Regions from separate parts of the Pan troglodytes genome. Here region 1 is linked to region 2. The links are chromatin contacts, called in public HiChIP or PLAC-seq maps. All regions are on one chromosome and are shown on one strand. The core of a region is the stretch at or near the end of the contact, and the rest is flanking DNA. Distances in the headings are between cores, read along the strand shown.

Region 1 (4,901 bases), core at 1,291-3,790, 660 kb after region 2:
GAGGCCCATGGGAAATACTTGGGCGTAAGTGTAAGAGTGGTGTTCTCAGGAGGGGTGATTGGGGTTGTGCTATATATACCTAGGGATATATCCAGGTGTTCAAATATACACAGTGTGTATGCAGGGCTCCCAAGAGTTCCCTGGTTTCCCCGATATCCTCAGACACAAAGACCATGACTCTGCTGTTGTGGGTTGTGCAGGAGTAGGGGGCAGATGATGGACACTGGGATGGGAATGGTTGTGAATGATCTGCCCCCGCTTCCATATGTGAGTGTAGGCAAGATACTTCCTCTCTCTAGGCCTCAGTTTCCCTTTTTATAAAACAATGCCTAAGACTATGTCAAGTTCTAAGACTCCGTACTCTGGGCTGGGGCTACAGGTAATCGAGACACTTACTTTCACCTGCTTCAGACTCTGAAGAGGCTAGATCGGAGGGATGAGGCCACTGCACTCTGGTGGAGGCTGGAGGCCCAAACTAAGGGGTCCCATGAAGATGCTCTGTGGTGAGGCTCAGGCCTGCTGGCTTGGGGCTGAGGGGCAGTTGGTGTCCTAGAGTCCTTGGACCTATTGTGGGTGGTGAACACTGAAAGCGGGGGTATGGCTCCCCAGCTTTCTGCCAATCTTTCACCCTTAGGCATCATCCTTCTTGCTCTCCAGGTCTCTCCCCCTGTACCTAGAAAGCTATTTGAGCTGGATCCGTCCCTCTGATCGTGACGCCTTCCTTGAAGAATTTCGGACATCTCTGCCAAAGTCTTGTGACCTGTAGCTGACACGTTTTGAAGAGCTTGAGCTGGGTCCCCAGTGGGCTGTCTCTCTGTGGGGAGGGCTTTCTGCTTCACCATCATTAGGAATGTGACCATTCCTATATAATTCCTGGACTGGTGAGGTTGGTGGTAGGCCTGTGAAATTTGCCCTAGTTACTACCATTCTGGTTTTGGAGGAAACAATCTCTGCCACCACCAAGTCATTGACTTTGCTCGAGGCACCTTTTTTCCTGTTTCTCCTTTTCTGTTGTCGAGTAAAATTTCATATTTATCTCGTCTGCCTACTACATATACTTGCGTGGGAAGGCTTGTGACCGTCTAGTTCAGTGCTAGTTGTCTATGATGCCCTTTCCTGACATCGTCTACCTTATGAACTTGAAGTCTGGGTATGAGGAAAGGGCTACAGGAATCCTTACTTTGGAGGCAGTGGCTTTAGTCCTTCACATTGCCTGAATGCAGAGCCCCAAAGCCCAGGACAGTGACAATGAGTGGAGTTGGGTCTGAAGGGTGGTCTAGATAGGCCTCTCAGGACAAGGGCAGGTACCTGTTACTTAGAGACAGGCAGATTTCTCTCAGAGTGACTCTTCACTCCCTAATTCCAAATTCTAGAAATTCGACTCGTCTTAGTCAAATGGGTCTGTGTGGGTACAGGGTGAAAGGTGAATTGAGTCAGCATATCACCAACAGCTGCCTGTTGACTACTAACAGGGACCCCTGTTATTTGGGACCCAAGGATTTTCAAGTCCCAGCATGTGCAGTTTTCTTGCTAATTTGGGTTCTACTGAATTGGCTGTGTGTTCTATGGTTGCCCTTTGACTTCTCTGGATTTGAGTGCCTTATTATAAGGTATTAATATTAATGACGGGAGGAAGAAAGGCACAAGCGTTGAGAAACTGCAAAGGCTGTGGGATTGGGGTTACCAGAGGGTGCAGTGACAATGGGGTAGGAGTGGGGTGCTAGTCAGAAAGTTCAGAGTAGGGGTGGTTGGAGGCAGCGTTGAGAAGGAGCAAGAAATGTCAGGGTGGTGATGGCGTCTTAGAAGATCTCCAGGTTTTGGGAGAAGAGGGGTGTATGGGTTACCACAATAGGACTAGACTAATACAAGGGTTCAGTCTACTGTGCCACGTTCTTCCAGGAGGATAAACTCCGGAGCCAATGAACTGGAGCCAAGTGGGAGAGTCCGCCTCTAAGGGATTAAAGGGTCTCCTTTCACTAGTCGATCTCGCCCTATTCCTTTCGTTGATTGGCTGAGAATTCCAATCCGTCGAGGAAGCGTAGCGTTGCGGCCAATTGACGTGGCGTTACTAGGCGTGTCGCATCACTGAGGCGGGAGCCAGGCCGCAAGCGAATTTCCTGACTGGCTGTGATCTGCGGGTTGCTGGGGAGAGGCGCGGAGAGGCGGGCGAGAGTCCGCAGGGCAGGCGCTGATTGGCTGAGGTGGGAGCAGCTTCCCTTCCGATGATTCGGCTCTTCTCGGCTCAGTCTCAGCGAAGCGTCTGCGACCGTCGTTTGAGTCGTCGCTGCCGCTGCCGCTGCCACTGCCACTGCCACTGCCACCTCGCGGATCAGGAGCCAGCGTTGTTCGCCCGACGCCTCGCTGCCGGTGGGAGGAAGCGAGAGGGAAGCCGCTTGCGGGTTTGGCGCCGCTGCTCGCCCACCGCCTGGGAGAGCCGAGCCCCGGCCCAGTCGGTCGCTTGCCACCGCTCGTAGCCGTTACCCGCGGGCCGCCACAGCCGCCGGCCGGGAGAGGCGCGCGCCATGGCTTCTGGAGCCGAGTGAGTGTGCGCGCGCCGTTCGCTTGCTGCGGCGGCGCGCACCGGGACCAGCCGCGCAGGGTAGGCCCGGCGGGGCCTGGCCGTGGGCGCGTCAGAGAGGTGGAGACCAGGAAAGAGGGAAGGGAAGCTAGGGGGCGAGTGAGGGGCCGTGGACCCGGCAGGCCCGGCTGGGGCCAGCTGCGCACCCGCGCGCCCCCTAGGCGGGGCTTGCGTTGGGTCCGGGTCGGAGCCTGGGCCGGATCGTGCTGTGTCATGCAGGCCCCGGCCCGCCCGATTGGCTCCCTTAGAACGGACGTCTGGGCCTGGCCAGGTCTTCCGGCCCACTCCGCCGGCGCGGCGCCCCGGGGCTTTGGGGTGCCAGTCTGCCGTCCGGCCTACCACCCGCCGAAAGCCTTTGGTCCCCGGAGAGAGCAGGCCCCGCGAGCCCGAGGCCCCAGCCGGGCCCGGTGGGCGTGGACTTTGCGCCATGTGAAGGCCTCAGGAGCTCTGCCACCGAGGCGGAGCCCGGGGTCGGGGAAGGCCCGCCAAGCTCAGGGAAGCTCACAGCCGCCTTTTTGGAGCCGGGTCGGCGGGGCCGGAGGTGGGCATCCTCTGTGTGTGACCTGAGTAGTGAAGTACTGTTAAGGAGAGGGCGAGCCCTACCTTTCGCTTCTGGTCTTCTTACTTTAGGCCTGTTGTTCATACTAGAAAGTTTGAGCCAGTTTTCCTTAATGTTATGACTCGTGGGTGGGGAGAAAGGAATTTTTCTTTAACATTTTAGGTTCTTGCTAAAGTTGGAATCTCAGTTCGTGTTTTGTGCGCCTTTCCAGATTTCCAGCTTTCGTGGTGTGCAGTTTAGAGTTGCACTAACTCTTCAAAAACACAAATGTGCGCGCACCCCTTTCCCCAACCAGCTATATTGCGAAATTATCCGGGCTCTGGGGCTTTCTGACCCCACCTCCATCCTTAGGAAAGCGTTAGATAAAACTTGGCTACCTCAGCCCATTCAATTTAGAATAGAGAGCTTTTAGAGGCTAAAAAAAAAAAACGCAGCCAGCCCAAGGAAACTCTATGCAAATTACCTTCCTTCCTTGAAGAGATTAGTTTTTTGAGGTGTGTTCCTTTTTCTCAAGTTTCTGAATTCGGATAAAGTATTACTCAGTTGCTTATTTAAAAGAGTCACTTATTCTGAAAGTATTCTTTTGGTTTATATGCAGTCAGCCTTTTATTTTCAAAAGTAAAAATCTAAAATTCTTGGAACCTGGCATCATCAGCTGTTTCTAACCTCTTTGTCACCTTGATGACTCTTAGCTGAAACCCTTCCAAGTCCTGTGGAATCCCCTGTGCAGTTCTGGAAAGGGATTGACTTATACAGAAGACAATGGAGGATGGCCCCAAAGAGTGTCCAGAACTGCTTTTGGCCCATGGTCAGGCCAAATTCACTCTTTTAGAGATTACCACATCTGATCTCAGTAGGTAGATGGAGAATTAGAGGCTTTACCTTAAGAAAAGGGCATACCACTCATCTCCAGAGCCAGAGTCTGGGATGATAGGCAGAATGGAGGTTTTCCTAGGATACAGCTTTGAGATTAATAAAATACAAACTATTGACCGGGCACAGTGGCTCAGGCCTGTAATCCCAGCATTTTGGGAGGCCGAGGCAGGCAGATCACTTGAGGTCAGGAGTTTGAGACCAGCCCGGGCAACATGGAGAAACCCCATCTCTATTAAAATGCAAAAAGTAGCCAGGCATGGTGGTGGTGCACACCTGTAGTCCCAGCCACTCTGGAGGCTGAGGCAGGAGAATCACTTGAACCCAGGGAGGCAGAGATTGCAGTGAGGGAGATCGCGCCACTGCACTCCAGCCTGGGCAACAGAGGGAGACTCCGTTTCAAAAAGTAAAAAACTATGGTGACTAGAGGCATCTGGCATTTTATTTTTCTCCAGTCCCAGTTCTATAAGTCAAGCAAGAAGATGGGCAGTCCCTGAAAGAGTATTTTGATGGGACAGGAGTGGGAGAGCTCGTGGGTTTACATTGCTCTCAACTGTCACATTGAGCATGCTTGGCCTCTAGTGTGTTGATAAGCATTGGAAGAGTCTGCCTACTCAGCAGCATTGTGCCTGGAGTGGCAGACTTTTGGAATGGGGGAAGCAAATTTGAGCAGAGGAAACTGTCGTTAGAAACTAGTTTAGAGGCAGTGGTTAAAAATGCAGCCTATGTGTGAGGGTTAGCAGAAGGCCTACCATTTTGTTAGATGAATGGGGTTTGTTTTTCTCTTGGGTGTATCAGGACCCAAAGATGTAAGAACCCCATGGCTTCCTAGCTGAGCACAGCATTTTTCTTTGTCTCTTGCAAATTGTGAGGATATTTCCAATGGGAATA
Region 2 (4,617 bases), core at 1,860-4,359:
CCTGGGGGAAATAACAAAGATACGGGGATATGGCCTATATCCTCCCTTCAAAAACCTAATACTTACAACAGAGTCCCCTCTCCCTTTCATACCTGCTCTCTAAACCCCCAACATACACCTTCTTTTTCCTGCGGCTCTCTTGAGCAGATCTTTTATTTCGAATCTTCCTCCGCACACGTTTCAGAATTTGTTCCTCTGTCTGAAAGGAAACAGGGAAAGGGATATCATTAGAGGAACTCTAGAAAAAGGAGTTGAAAGGCAACTGAGATCAATCTCTTTCCAATACAGAAATCCCTTCTACAGCTTCCCTGACCAACAGGCATTCAGATTCTTTCTGAATGCCTCCACGGACCAGGTGTTAACCCTAACAAGCCAGACCATTTTAAACTATTAAAAAAAAAAAACTGGTCAGGCAGTATTCAGGCGACGTGGCTCATGCCTGTAATCCCAACACTTTGGGGAGCTAAGACAGGAGGACCGCTTGAGCCCAGGAGTTTGAGACCAGCCTGAGCAACATAGTGAGACCTTGTCTCTACTAAAAATAAAAAATTAGCCGGGTGTGGTGGCACATGCCTGTGGTCCCTGCTACTCAGGAGACTGAGGAAGGAGGATCACTTGAGCCTGAGAGGTTGAAGCTGTAGTGAGCCATGATCTCGCCACTATTCTCCAACCTGGGCAATAAAGCAAGAACCTGTCTTCAAACAAGCAAACAAAAACTTCCTTATCCTGAACCAAGCTGCCTCCTTATAATTTCTATCTGTTGGACTTACCTAGTATCTCTGGGGCCAAATAGAATAAACCCTGTTTAGCTATTTTAAGGCACTTAACATTTCCTCAGAGCTTAAAGAAAAAAAAAAAAAAAGACAAAATTTTTAACTCATCTTCTCAGGATAGACTGCATCCTCTTAATATCTGTCAAAGATGTGTTCTAGCCAGTATCAAGGAAAGCAAGAGAGTGACTTGTAGAGACAATAACTCTATTGCTACAGTTTCCAAATCCCATGAACTTTCTTAGTAGCCACATCACACTGCTGACTCATCTTGTACTTTGAAGAAATTAAAATTCTTCACTTTGGGAGGCCAAGGTGGGTAGATCACTTGAGCCCAGGAGTTCGAGACCAGCCTGGCAACAAGGCAAAACCCCATTTCTACTAAAAATACCAAAAAAAAAAATGCCGGGCAGGGTAGTGTGCACCTGTAGTCTCAGCTACTCGGGAGGCTGAGGTGGGAGAATCACCTAAGCCCAGAAAGTCAAGGCTGCAGTGAGCCATGATCACATCAGTGCACTCCAGCCTGGGCAACAGAGCAAGACCTTGTCAAAAAAATATATATATTCCTATAACCTTTCTATTAATGAGCACTGATTTCATCATAGTACCCCAGTACTCTGCTTGTGAAGTTGCCACTCATTGCTTAAAACTGAAAACTAAGGATTTTACATTTATTCATGTACAGCTTAGTCCAACCCTGTTGAACTCTCTAAACAGTTCTACCATTCAGCAAGAGGTGGATTACTATGAAGCCAACGAAGTGTCAAGGCCCTTCACTTACACAGTCCTTTCCAAGGCCCAATACTAATGTTGCACTGATAATCTTGAGTTATTTTTTTAACAGAACACCAAAATTTGTATAAGCCCAACAAAAACGAGGATTTGCCCTTGCATCTGGCATATTGTGTACCTGCCTCAACTTCCTATTAGCAATAAATCTACTAAGTTTCTCACCTCAATCCTTTTTTAAAGTTATTGATATAAAGTTAACAGAATTTGCCTACTTGGGACTTTTAATCCCTTTTCAGCCTTTGTTCAACCAATGAGAGTCTTACCTTAGTGAGAGGAAGTGTCTCAGGCAGAATAAGCCCCTCCTTCTCCAATAGACTCTTCTCCTCATCTGTCAGTACTAGCCTAGCAATCTCCTAGGGTAACAAGAAAGTGGACGGCAATTGCATGGGGATGTCAGAGAGGAATGGGGAATCCTGCCCCCACCTGGGGAATGTGAGAGTAATCTCCTGAAAATCAAGTCAAGTACCTGCTCTGCCAGCTCCTCCATATGCTGTGGAGTCATCTGGGTCCCCTCTTTTCTACAGCTCTCACTCTCTGCAAAAGGGAAAGTATGAATAGCCAGGCCCATGAACCCTGTCCTCCCCGCAAACTTATTTCAGACTCACCTAGATCCATAGAGACAGTTTCCCGTGGGAGGGAGTAGGTGTGGTCATGGTGGACAAGGCAGGGGTTGGAGGAGCTGAGAATGTTCAACGACGCTGGGGGACTCAGCAGGGAGCACAGCAAATCATCTACTTCCCAGTCGCTCGGTACCTGCGCAGGGTTCCGATGAACAGGCCTTGACCTTATCACCATCCCCTGACTTCATGGACATCCCACGCTTTCCCCAGTCAGAACCCCAACCTACCTCAGAAAGCGGCAGCTCCCAGTCCAGTGGGGCCCTCACGGCCTCATCGGGTGCCGTCCCCAAATCTCCACTTTCCTCTAGCAGGAAGGCCAGCAGGTCTTGGTCACCAGCATCCAATTCCAGCTCCATTTGGGACAACTACGGAAAGGGTGGGCCACCGGGCCCCAACGTCCGAAGCCCAGACACGAGCCCCAGGCCAGCTGTAGGCCTCGGGCACCTATCCACTGTCCCTCTACGGCCGGGATTCCCCGCCGGCGGCTTTCCATAGCCCTCTCCGGACCCGCCTCCCAGGCTCAATTCTCCTCAGCCTCCAACGCAGCGAAAGTGACGCACCCCACCCCGTGGCACTGTGGGACTTGGAGTTCCCTCCAACTGAGAAGAGGCTTGGGTGCAGCGCCACGTCCCAGGGGCTATGCAAATGTAGGGGACGGCCCTGCTGCCGCCTCGCACCCCGAGGGCGGGGGTTCCGGGGCTCCGGCTCCGCCTTCTACCCCAAGCTAGAAAAAGGAAGAGTTCTAGCCTGAAAGGGAACTCGGGCGTCGTCCTGGCGTCCTCTCCGGATTGCGCCGCACCCTCGCTTCCTGCCAGGGAGGGGCTGCCGGGCTTTGGCGGCTCCCGAGCATCGAGAACGGGGCCAGAGCAGCTTCCTGCCTGCCCCCCGCGACCATAGAGCGCGGGCCCAGGGCGCCGCCCGCGGGTGGGGGACGTTCCCAGGACGGAAGTGGCCGAGAGAGTGTCGAAGGGAGGGCGAGGCCGGAGCCCGAGGGCGACCCGAGAAGCGGCGGGGCGGCGGGCCGGCGGGCGGGGCGCAGAGCCAGGCAGCGCAGGTAGGCCAGACCGGGCCGGGCGGGGGCCTTAGGGTGGGGCCGCGGGGCCTGGCCCCGGGGCGGGCGGGCCCTGCCTCTCTTGCGTGTCCGGTTCGGGTCCTATTAGTTGGAGAGGTCAGCGTCCAGCACATCTCGGCTTGAGCTCGGCGTGAAGTAGGCCGTCTTGGGGAAGACAGGCCTTTCCTGGGAGCAGTCCTATGTCTGGGATAGGCTTGGGGGAGCGTGAGGAGTCGGGTGGCAGCGGGGCGCAGGGCGGGGACGGGCTTTGGTGTTAGCTGATAGCGGGCATGTGGGTAGGAAAGCTTTGGGTGAGTTGGGGATTAGGTGGAGTGCGTTTAGGAATCAAGGGTCGCTGTAGGAGTTAAAAGCTGGGGTTAAAACTTAAGAGTTAGTGTGAGTCAGGTCCGTTTTAGATAGGTAAGGTTTAGATTACGGTCATTATCTTGTTTGCTGGGATGGCCATCATACGTCATAATTTGAGTTCAGGGTCAGGTTAAGGGTCAACAACAGGAATCAGGTTAGAGCTTGTTTGAGGGATTAAAGAATGTTGGCATGGTCGGTGTTAAGGATAAACAGTGAAAGCGTGAGTTAGGAATCAAGTTATAAATGAACTAAAGTGGCTTAGGGGTCAACATTTAGGGTTAACATCAGGGGATTTGGTGCTAAAGGCAAAACTTAGATCAGTTTCAGGGATCAGGGATTGGATATGAGTCTGTGCTAGGAAAGGGATGAATGTCCAAGCCGGTACTGGGAATCAGGAAACAAATTAGAGATGGGGTTAATGTTAGGAATTTGGGGCAGCTTTAGGGGTTGTGGTTTGAGGCTAGCATAGTTGACCTTGAGCAGATAAAATTTAAGAGGTTGGCAGTAGGTAAATGCCCTTCTTTTGTAGGGAAGTCCTTTATTCCTATGTAGTTACAGGGGCTTCTTTTTACCCAGAGAGATAAACTAATTTGAGGCTAGCGTTCTGGCTTTAGCTAGAATTGCAGGCATCTGGGATTCCAGCTTCTTTATTCCATTCTCTAAGCCCAAGGCCCTTGCTGTGGCCACCACAGATAGGGGACAGAGATTCTGGACTGTGTTGTTTACAGACAACATAGGTGGGAAATAGGGACCCAGGATGTACAAGGCCTAGTCACAAGTTGGGGACTGCCTAGGGAAGAAGGAGCTAATGACTATGGGGGAAGCTAACCAAGGAATCACTGTTGCCATGGGAGAAGGGAATAACTGAATCCCCTGAAAGTTTAGCCCTGCTGTCTCCCACTTCACTTGTTCTCTTGGTATTAAGCCCTCCTCTCCAACTCTCATCCCTGACTCTGCATTTCACACCCATCCTGCCTATCCCCTTACAAAATACTTCCCTTGCCTTTAACTCTCCCAT

The links. HiChIP or PLAC-seq counts read pairs in DNA pulled down with a chosen protein or histone mark.
Region 1: an H3K4me3 HiChIP or PLAC-seq map of stem cell-derived excitatory neurons shows a contact between it and region 2, with 2.4 times the contacts expected there. The contact joins the promoter of LOC101057501 here to the promoter of CREB3 in region 2. A contact is called at or near these places in 2 of 7 Hi-C or Micro-C datasets (both in induced pluripotent stem cells) and 1 of 1 datasets of contacts at active chromatin or transcription factors (stem cell-derived excitatory neurons).

Annotation. Positions count from the first base shown.
Region 1 is chr11:80,911,647-80,916,547 of NHGRI_mPanTro3-v2.0_pri, forward strand. LOC101057501 reads right to left here and starts at 2,541. Exons shown (of 4, transcript NM_001280468.1): 1 at 397-2,541. The coding sequence starts at 860. The coding sequence ends at 408. It overlaps VCP (valosin containing protein), which reads left to right and starts at 2,259. Exons shown (of 17, transcript NM_001280481.1): 1 at 2,259-2,539. The coding sequence starts at 2,523. It overlaps FANCG (FA complementation group G), which reads left to right. Exons shown (of 15, transcript XM_009456544.5): 14 at 380-503; 15 at 658-1,035. The coding sequence ends at 766.
Region 2 is chr11:80,250,272-80,254,888 of NHGRI_mPanTro3-v2.0_pri, forward strand. CREB3 (cAMP responsive element binding protein 3) reads right to left here and starts at 3,110. Exons shown (of 9, transcript XM_016960841.3): 1 at 2,410-3,110; 2 at 2,168-2,315; 3 at 2,029-2,096; 4 at 1,826-1,915; 5 at 93-199; 6 at 1. The coding sequence starts at 2,538. It overlaps TLN1 (talin 1), which reads left to right and starts at 3,108. Exons shown (of 57, transcript XM_016960832.4): 1 at 3,108-3,236.